3 separate regions of the Mus musculus genome follow, and all the other regions are linked to region 2. Evidence: chromatin contacts called from public HiChIP or PLAC-seq data. All regions are on one chromosome and are shown on one strand. The core of a region is the stretch at or near the end of the contact, and the rest is flanking DNA. Distances in the headings are between cores, read along the strand shown.

Evidence for each region. HiChIP or PLAC-seq counts read pairs in DNA pulled down with a chosen protein or histone mark.
Region 1: a contact with region 2 is called in an H3K4me3 HiChIP or PLAC-seq map of bone marrow-derived macrophages, with 7 times the contacts expected there. The contact joins two enhancer-like sites. A contact is called at or near these places in 4 of 15 datasets of contacts at CTCF or cohesin (CD8 T cells, the NIH/3T3 cell line, embryonic stem cells and 1 more), 12 of 484 Hi-C or Micro-C datasets (the Ba/F3 cell line, Th2 cells, bone marrow-derived macrophages and 6 more), 3 of 115 datasets of contacts at active chromatin or transcription factors (CD8 T cells, bone marrow-derived macrophages and embryonic hindbrain) and 2 of 9 other capture datasets (adipose tissue and bone marrow-derived macrophages).
Region 3: a contact with region 2 is called in a CTCF HiChIP or PLAC-seq map of the NIH/3T3 cell line, with 10 read pairs. The contact joins two enhancer-like sites. A contact is called at or near these places in 1 of 15 datasets of contacts at CTCF or cohesin (the NIH/3T3 cell line), 3 of 484 Hi-C or Micro-C datasets (bone marrow-derived macrophages and cortical neurons) and 3 of 115 datasets of contacts at active chromatin or transcription factors (extraembryonic endoderm stem cells, fibro-adipogenic progenitors and heart atrium).

The regions. Positions count from the first base shown.
Region 1 is chr14:72,683,674-72,686,613 of GRCm38.p6, reverse strand. It overlaps Fndc3a (fibronectin type III domain containing 3A), which reads left to right. Exons shown (of 26, transcript NM_207636.2): 2 at 2,843-2,940. The coding sequence starts at 2,882. Among named protein-coding and RNA genes, the nearest start is that of Fndc3a, 25 kb to the left of the region's middle. Within about 2 kb of position 1,578, at least 34 of the 459 cell types and tissues checked have an H3K27ac peak or open chromatin away from gene starts, as enhancers often do. A contact at or near this core is called in bone marrow-derived macrophages, where this site is marked.
Region 2 is chr14:72,981,772-72,984,567 of GRCm38.p6, reverse strand. No RefSeq gene overlaps it. Among named protein-coding and RNA genes, the nearest start is that of Gm41208, 31 kb to the left of the region's middle. Within about 2 kb of position 1,472, at least 152 of the 459 cell types and tissues checked have an H3K27ac peak or open chromatin away from gene starts, as enhancers often do. A contact at or near this core is called in the NIH/3T3 cell line and bone marrow-derived macrophages, where this site is marked.
Region 3 is chr14:72,632,772-72,635,661 of GRCm38.p6, reverse strand. All of the region lies in intron 3 of Fndc3a (fibronectin type III domain containing 3A), which reads left to right. Among named protein-coding and RNA genes, the nearest start is that of Fndc3a, 76 kb to the left of the region's middle. Within about 2 kb of position 1,526, at least 13 of the 459 cell types and tissues checked have an H3K27ac peak or open chromatin away from gene starts, as enhancers often do. A contact at or near this core is called in the NIH/3T3 cell line, where this site is marked.

The DNA of each region.
Region 1 (2,940 bases), core at 329-2,828, 300 kb after region 2:
ACAAAACATATATTTATTACTATGTATGTGATATGTATCTACCATGTATGTGAACACACATGCATGAGTGAACGGCATGAAAGCAGAAGAGACACATGGAGAGGAAGAGTTAGAATACCTGTGGGAAAAGGAGGAAGTGTAAGTCGAGACAGTATAGGGAATAAATATATATGGTCAAAGTATATGAAATAACTTGAAAGAAGTTGCCTTTGTGAAACAGAACTATATATAATAAGTATAATAGCAATATAATAAGGGAAATATTTGAAATAAGTATTTATAGAAATGGGCATTCTTGTCTTTTCCTGATCTTGAAGAAAAACTTCCAGGCTTAGTTATTACATATAATCTTCCCTGTGGTTTTTTATATATAGTCTTTATTTTTTTTGCTTTCAGTTTTTATCTTTTTCATGAATGAGTATTGAATTTATTGAATGGTTTTACTAGACAGTTTGAGATGATGTGGTCTTTAACTTTCAAAGATTATTGTATTGAAAAAATGTACAGAACAGTACATGAAAGATGAACATGTAGTGTTTACAATTTAGTAGTTGTGGTCCATTTAACAGCTCCTGGGTCAAGTCACAGAGCAGAGTCAGCATCCCAGAAACTGTTACCTGCCCCCATCTTTAACTCCCCAGAGGCAACCAGTGTGTTGATTTAACAATAAATTGTGTTTGAGCTTTCTTCAAAGTTGAACAGTATGTATTCTCTTTGTTTTTCACTCACATTGTATTTGAGAAATTTTACTCCCTGTTCTCTGAATTGACAGTTTATTATTTTCTTTGGTTTATATAGTTATTGAATAGATTGGTTGATTTCTAAGGGGCATTAGGTTGTCTCTGGTTTTAAAGGACTATTAAATCAAGTTGCTACAAACTCATATACTTACATGTGTGTTGGTCCACTTATATTTCAATAAGTGCATGCATTACTTTTGGGCATCTGTTGTGAGTCTTTGTGGTCAGAGCATAAACAGCATCCACTACATGTATGTGCCCAGCTTTGGTAGATAGGACTGTGGATCTAAGTGGTAGTGCCTGCCTCACTTGGCCTGGCTTCAAACCCTAGCATGAGAAACAAACTTTGATAGATTCTAGAAGAGTTTTTTCAAAATGATTGTAGGACTTTGTTAGTTACTGATTGCTATTTTGTTAGTTTCAATGCCACTTGACATAGTCAGTCTTAGACAGGTTTTCTCCTCCTAAGGGTGCCCACCCAGTCATATGCCATTCCAAGTTCAAATTAATTTTCCAAACCAATATATGATTTTGAGAATATTTTGTTTATTGGTACTTTGAATTCCTTCAGTTGTCTGTGGTGTAACTCAGTCCTCAGTCCACACACACACAAAAAGGAAAAAGAGAAGAGAAATGAGTGCAGTGAGGAGGAGGAGGAGCTTGTGGCCTTGTGGACCCAGGGGACCATAGCAGAGGAGGGTTGGAGTCTACCTGCATGACACCGAGAGGCTGTCTGTTAATGAAATACAAGTTCATTGCTATTATAACAAGGAGAAGGGGGAGGGAGGGGTGAAGGAAGAAAAAGAAAGAGGAAGCGGGGAACAAAAATGAAGTACTTACACACTCTCTTTAATTGGGAGTTTACTTCCTGAAAGTGTCTGCTCTTACATAATAAAATTGTGAGATTTGCAAGAGTCAAAATAACATAAAGATTCTTTGCCGCCTTAAAATTCTTTGTAAATTCCACAGAGAAATTATTTGATGTGATTCACAGTATTACGTTTTGTCAGTCTTTTAATAGTTTAGTAATGTACATTATGGCAGAAGTTAATGTGTTCATATGCATGTGTATGTAGTATAAACACTGTCTAAGTGGTGTGCCTTTCCATGAGTCAGCTAATCATATACAGTGTTCTCTATTGCCATTTTTAGTGTGAAATCATCAATAAGTACCTGTGTTGAATGCATTTTAAGAGTCTCAGCACTTTCTAATACAGCTAAACAGAAAATTGTTGTCAAGTTGAGTCAACTTCTATGGGAGTTTCTATGCAGATTCAACATTTTAAAATAGTGTGAATTTCATCTTTGAAAATTGAATGTCTTGTCCCTTAGCACTGACTTGGTGAATGTGACAGGCATCCAGAAATGACTCCATAAAGCTCAGCGTCGACTTAGTAGCACGTGTGACTGTGGTCATTTTGCTCAGTTTGCTGATGTTTATTGGTTCATGCAGTATAAACTAATCCTACCATCCCACCTTGCCGTATGAGTGCTAGTACACCCTTTCATTCACATAAGATTCATTGTGCTGTACAGTTGTTCTCAGAGCAGATGAATGGATACTGGAAGAGCTTAAAACTTAAAATTTGAAGGCTCTTGCCCTGATCCTGAACAACTCCCCCCTCCCCCTTAAACTGTGTTACTTTGTGTGAGGATTCAGTAGAAAATCATGATTCTTTTTGTATAGTGCCTCAAGGCAAACAGGACGATGAGGGAGATTGAGCCTTTGTAATTTTACCTTGTCAGCTCAAAGAAAAGTGTCAGAGGTACGGTTACCTCATTCAGCCATTGCAGCTTGATGTCTTTCAGGATGTAGATTGAATAGTGATGAGTAAATTAAATTCCCTATCTAGGAATGGAAGGATGGAGATGCAGAAAGTGTAAATAGAGCTTCTGGTATTAGCGTTAGGTTGAGGATAACTAATAGTTACCTTGGTTGGGTTGTATGAAATACATTTTCCCAAGTAGTTGATTGAAAAAGAAGTCAGGTGATCTTTTTGGTCTTCCTTGGACAGTTTGTTTGTTAGTGAGGCAATTCCTGATTGTATTTTAATGTATTTTCTGGATGTATACTTCAGTGGTTATGTCTTTTTGTTTTGCAGAGTTGGAGGGCTTTCCGGTATATTGATGCCTTATTGATAATGGCAGAACACCCGCCTTTGCTAGACACAGCTCAGATTTTAAGTAGCGACATCTCTCT
Region 2 (2,796 bases), core at 223-2,722:
GGGCCTTCCTAATTTCCATTTATCTCATAGGAATAATTGGTCCCCTCTCCAGGGGATCAAACCTGTTTGCTCCACATGACTCTTAGCTCTAGGAGCTCATCTCAGTGTAGCATCAACGCACACAAAAACTTCTTGTTTTGCTTTTCTTTGTCCTCTCCTCGAGTATATAAGTCCTTCATAAAAGGAAGGCAGCCAGCAGAGATCACATCGGACCAATGGGGCCAATCCTGGGACTTCATAGATGTTTGGAAGATGAGCCGATGCTGGAATCACGAAGGAACACAGACGCAAAGAGCATCCATTATGATGGGAAGAGTCAAGAACATGCCGATGTCAGGTAGCTTGGTTAGAATTCCAGTCCTGTCCCTTGTCAGTTAAATGACTTTAGACTCTTCTAAACCTTAATTATCTCACTTGCAGAATAACAACCACAGCAACGATAGCAGCCTAGAAAGATAATTACTTTGATATTATTGCAGATACGTCAGGACTGAAATGCAGTAAATGGGATAGTGTAATTATTTAGACTAGAGTTTGGCACATTCTAAAGGCTGAGCTAATATTAACAATACTCTCACCCCCTTGGTGTCAGCCTAATTCTTTCTCTGCTGGGGTACATTTTGAAGAAAAGAACTATTACTACATTTGGAAAAATTCTACAATTCTTATTTGAGAACGATAACATGGAATTTCTTTCCAAAGCAGCCACCAGTATCTCCGAATCATGTGGAGTCATTTACAAAGATGAATAAATATTTATCGCGCTGACATTGGCATGACTCCCAGCGTCAGAGGGTCTCATTACCAGGAATGTTTATGAATGGCTTCTCCCGAGCCATGTTTTACCGGCATAAAACTCACCACTAGGTGGCAGCTGAGAGAGAGTCCCCGGAAGTGAAGGCAAACACACCCTTTTGGCAGCTGCATCCGAGGCTTTGCTGTTCATACCCAAACAACTGACTCACCCAGTGAGCAGCGTCAGCCTGGAAAATGACAGGCACTGATTTCAACGGCCAGTGAAATATAACATCCCTGGGGCCAGAGCAGAAAGACAGATCTGGAAGCCTGAGAGCAATTTCCACGGAAATAAGAGAATTAGGGCTGCTGACAAATGAAGACACAAAAGCTTATAAACTACTTAAGTCTTTATGATAAATCACGTCCCTAGATAAAGAAGACTCGTATAGTCACGATTCTCCCGTGCACAAAAGCCTACGGTGACCATGATGGGTTTCGCAATTAGTAATGGGTGGGCGGGTAGGAAGGAACAATAACCTGGTGTTAGAATTTCTAGGGAGAACTAAGCAAATAGCACTCATCACACTTTCTCTGTTCATAACACCGACTAGGGAAAGAGACTGTCAGTGCAGTGTGACTATTGATGATATGCAGAGGACAGAGGGCATAGCACCGCAGGAGAGCTGAACAACAGCGGTAACATTTCCTTAAGCACTGACTCTGCAGAACCCTGTCTGCCTTCCACGCTGTCTCTCTCACCCTGCCAACTCCACTGCCTGGCAGCGGTGATTCATATCCCCATTTGACAACCAGGGAATTGGAGGCTTTCAGAGATTAACTTGCCTAAAGCTGGAGTTCGATTCCATATCCAAGATTCAAATCTCTGCAGTCTACCAGAGCTATGGTAACAGGAAGAAATCCAAGGTGGTCAGCAGGATTTGTGCACGTGTCCCAGCCTTCTTTGCTTCATCTCCTCCTGTACGTTTTGATGCTCTAATTAAGCTGCAGTGGGGCAGCATTATGGGCTGGCCTGAAGGCTACCAGTGCCGAGGTTGCACAGAAGATGGGGGCACCAGAGGATAAATAACAGTGCCCTTTTATTATCTTGAGGGTGCCTCCTCAAAATAAGAGGGCCATTGTAATTTCTTGTACTCCAAGGATTTGTGTGTGCCCCCTTGGCCACTAGTCACCATGACACATTTGCCCTTTCAATTCAACCTAGACTTTGGCTTCTGTGCCAAACATACTGGCAGAGGTCTACACGGTCTCTTCAGACCCAGAGGATGCTGTAAGAATCACCACCAAGTACTTTTCTTCTGACACTTCACCTGTTTGTTGACCTGACATTCCCCAAAGATCCAAGCTGACCCTCCAACCCCTTATTTTGTCCCTGGCTCCTCATTTCTGCCCAGTGCTAGGTGCAAAAGGGTGCTCATGAATGAAAAGATTCTTAGATTAGATATCTTTTCATTCTGTTTGCTTTCAGGGAAGATGGAGGGGAACTCCAAGCCATGTAATTTGTATTTAAAGCAGGAGCAGGCTCTTGAAGTACTGGCTTCAGGTCACAACCCTTGGGAGCTGACCCATGAGCTCTGAGACAGGATAAAAGTCTGGGATACACTTACCGTTGCTGAAGCTGTTCAAAGAACAGTGTGGGATATTACCTTCTCAGCTTGCTCAGGGGCCTGTGGCTGCTCACCTGGAAGTCCCTGTGTATATAAAGGTGACATGAAGAGAGGACTCCCTCCCACACAGACCACCACTACCACACACACAGGTACCATTGCAGTATTTCCTCCAGTGCTAAGCAATAGCTAGAATTTCCCCTAAGAGGGTGACAGCCCACACAGGTTTGCATTGGCCACAATAAACTTCCAGGCCATTTGTTTTCCTGTGATGTCATGACTCCAGCTTGCCCTAGCTCTTCCAAACCTTCACAAACATGGATGCACTCATTTCCAAACCCACACGGATACAGTGTTATAGTGTCAACACCACGCTCAGAACAATGGCTTAGAGTCCTCTACAGGTACAAAGTCCTGCAGCAAGCTCGTCTCA
Region 3 (2,890 bases), core at 277-2,776, 350 kb after region 2:
GGTTTTGTTCTTTATGCATTGCTTAGAAAATCTGAACTATCCTGGGAAATGCCCTAAAATGCAGGTAGATATTTCTTCGCCACTGGAAGTCACCTAATTCTATTAAAACATTAACCTGTAAGAATTTCCCTTATTGAGGAAAATATTAGTACTATTAGAGTGACTCAGTATACTAGTTTTGAAACTTAGTCTCATATATGAAGTGAATCAAGCAGATGGTCCATTCATAAATGCAGCTCCACCCCCCTTTTTCTATTTAGTAATTCTCCCGGAGTACATTCTGAAATAGTCCTCATTCTCCTAGAGACCTATGTGAATGTTACTTTTCAAAAGAAACTATAGAGTATACAGTTGAATTAGGGTAACATCGCGAGTTATGTTTAAAAGCAAAATATAGACAACCAGAATCAGTTACTTTTAATGAATAATGTTAATAGCGTTTATATTTTCTGTTTTTTCTCCTATTGGAAGTCCTCAGTCTTTTTATGTGTATGGGCATCAGATGCAATGATACATAGCAGTTAAGTTAAATAAGCCAGTCATAAAAGGGCAAATAAATGCCAAATGATTCCACTGCGGTACTGGGAGTAGACATAGTCATAGAGACATGTGTGTGGTGGTGGTTGTCGGGGCCTGGGGAAAGGAAAGTAGAGGATGGTTCCTCGGTGAGTTCATAGTTCAGCTCCAAAGATGGCTGGAGGTGGTGGTTACACAGCAATGTAATTATAGTTACTACTGAACATTGCAATTGTTAAAAATACATATTATATATATAATATGTATATAATTTCATTTAAATAATCTTTTAAAGTAGCAGAGACCTGAAGTAATGTTACAGAATTCAAAGATAGTCCAAGGTCATTGCCCCTTTTGTATAAATCCTATATAATTTTTCAAACTTACTTTGATGAATTTTGTTTCTCTGGCTTATTCTCTGTATACAGTTGACTTAAGAAATCAGGACGAATCTTACCTGGTCATGTGAGCTTTTTAAAGGGACAGGCCTCTTCCAGGAGAACATCAGAGCACAGCAAGGCATTCTACAAGTCCAAGAGTTTGTGTGCTGGCCTTGAACATGGAAATGTGGACCGGAAACAGACTTTGAGTGTGTTCAAGGAGTTGTGGCCTCAGATGGTAGTCAGGAGGACATGGTACCCTTTTGCTTATAATTCTAAGATCGAGTTCTTCCATGCCAGAGGAGCTTGGAAAAGTACATCAACCTCCAGATAAGAATACAATCTGTCTACCACTTTGGTTTTCATCTTGTGGGACCTTGGCCAGAGAAACCAGTCACACAGGCCAGATTCTGAATCTCACAACTGTGAGCGACTAATATGTCTTTGTGGTCATTGTGACATAACAATAGAAAGCCAAGACAAATAGTATGAACTTTGTTTTTCCCCCTCTCATAAAAATTGACCTAGAGATAGGCAGTAGTTAGGTAGAGTCTCTATGCTCTATGTCATACTTAGGAGATTGCTCTAGTCAAGGTTGCACACTGTCCTGTCCCACACAGAATGAAAAAGGACAGGAAAAGAAATAGGCGTGTAAGATACTCACCCTCTTTCTTAAGAACTCTTGTCCATTGGCTGGAGTTTACATAATTAACTGATTCACATGATGAATCAGTGACTAGGATTTCTGATTTATAGTAGCTGGTTGCAGCTCTTTAGAAAAAAAGATACTTTAGGAACTATACACAATTCTGAATGGGTTTTTAAGAAATATTTCAATAAAAATATATCATAGAAGGCAACTGTTGAGAGACTGTCTTCGTTGCTTCCCCTGTTGTGATGAAGTCCTGTGACAGCAGCAGCTTGGAGCAGAATTCTTTCAGGCCAGCATGGCAGCAAAGTCCAGCAGCAGGAGCTGGAGGCAGCTGGTCACATGACATCCACAGTCAGGAAATAGATGATACCTCTTACACATTAGTGCTTAGCTTCTTCCTCCATTTGTACAATCTGTGCATGGGGTATACTTAGAAGGTGCCTTTCTCTAACTGCAAGCTTAAAAGCCTCTTTTTCAACTGAAAACGTTAGAAAATAGCATTAAAATTCAGCCATGGTGGTAGAGAGAACATACTTGTAATAGTCATTCTTTCAGGGACCTAAATATTGATTGCATTTTATAATTGTTGTAGATTACAGGAAATACTGAATTGAATAAATTAGTAAGTCTTGAAATATGACCCAGAGGTTGTTTTTTAAATTCACTTAATTTAAATAATTATTGCTAAGTATGTGTATTCACTATCTAAAAGATTGGTGAGCAGCATAGAATTCATCCCCATGCCCCCACGAGGTTAGTAGACCGCTAATAAAAAGAACATTAAGGAATTGCATGAAACAGTGCTGTGATTGAGAAAGCAGGAAGGGACCTATGAGTTCCAGGGGGACCTCAGCCAGACCAGGGACTCTGCGGCATGATGTGCTTCCTAGAGGAAGGTCACAGGCTTACTCCTGCCCTCTACCTTCTCCCTCTAGAAAATGGAAGGTTAAAACCTTTAGTTAGAATCTTGGTGTAATTGAAATTAGGATGATTATGAATTATTAAAGTAATAAACGGAATTATCTCTTTAGGAGCTGAGAAAACATTGCTTTGATGAACATAGATGCATAGAAAATAATTTGGGCATGTTTGCTTCATTTGATAAAATTTTAAGTTTTCTTTTTTCCTACATTATTTGATAATTTTGGCAACTTTGATTGTATAAATCAAAAGCCAGCTAAATGTAACTTTTAAAAATAGATTTTTAAGAAATATTTAGACTTTTTTCTTTAAATTTAGACCCTCCACTTACCCCAAAGGGGCTGGGGGAGATGCACTAGACAGTATTTTGGGTGCAGAAAAAACTGGTGACCAGTGGGAACGAAGAGAAAAGGAAGAAAAA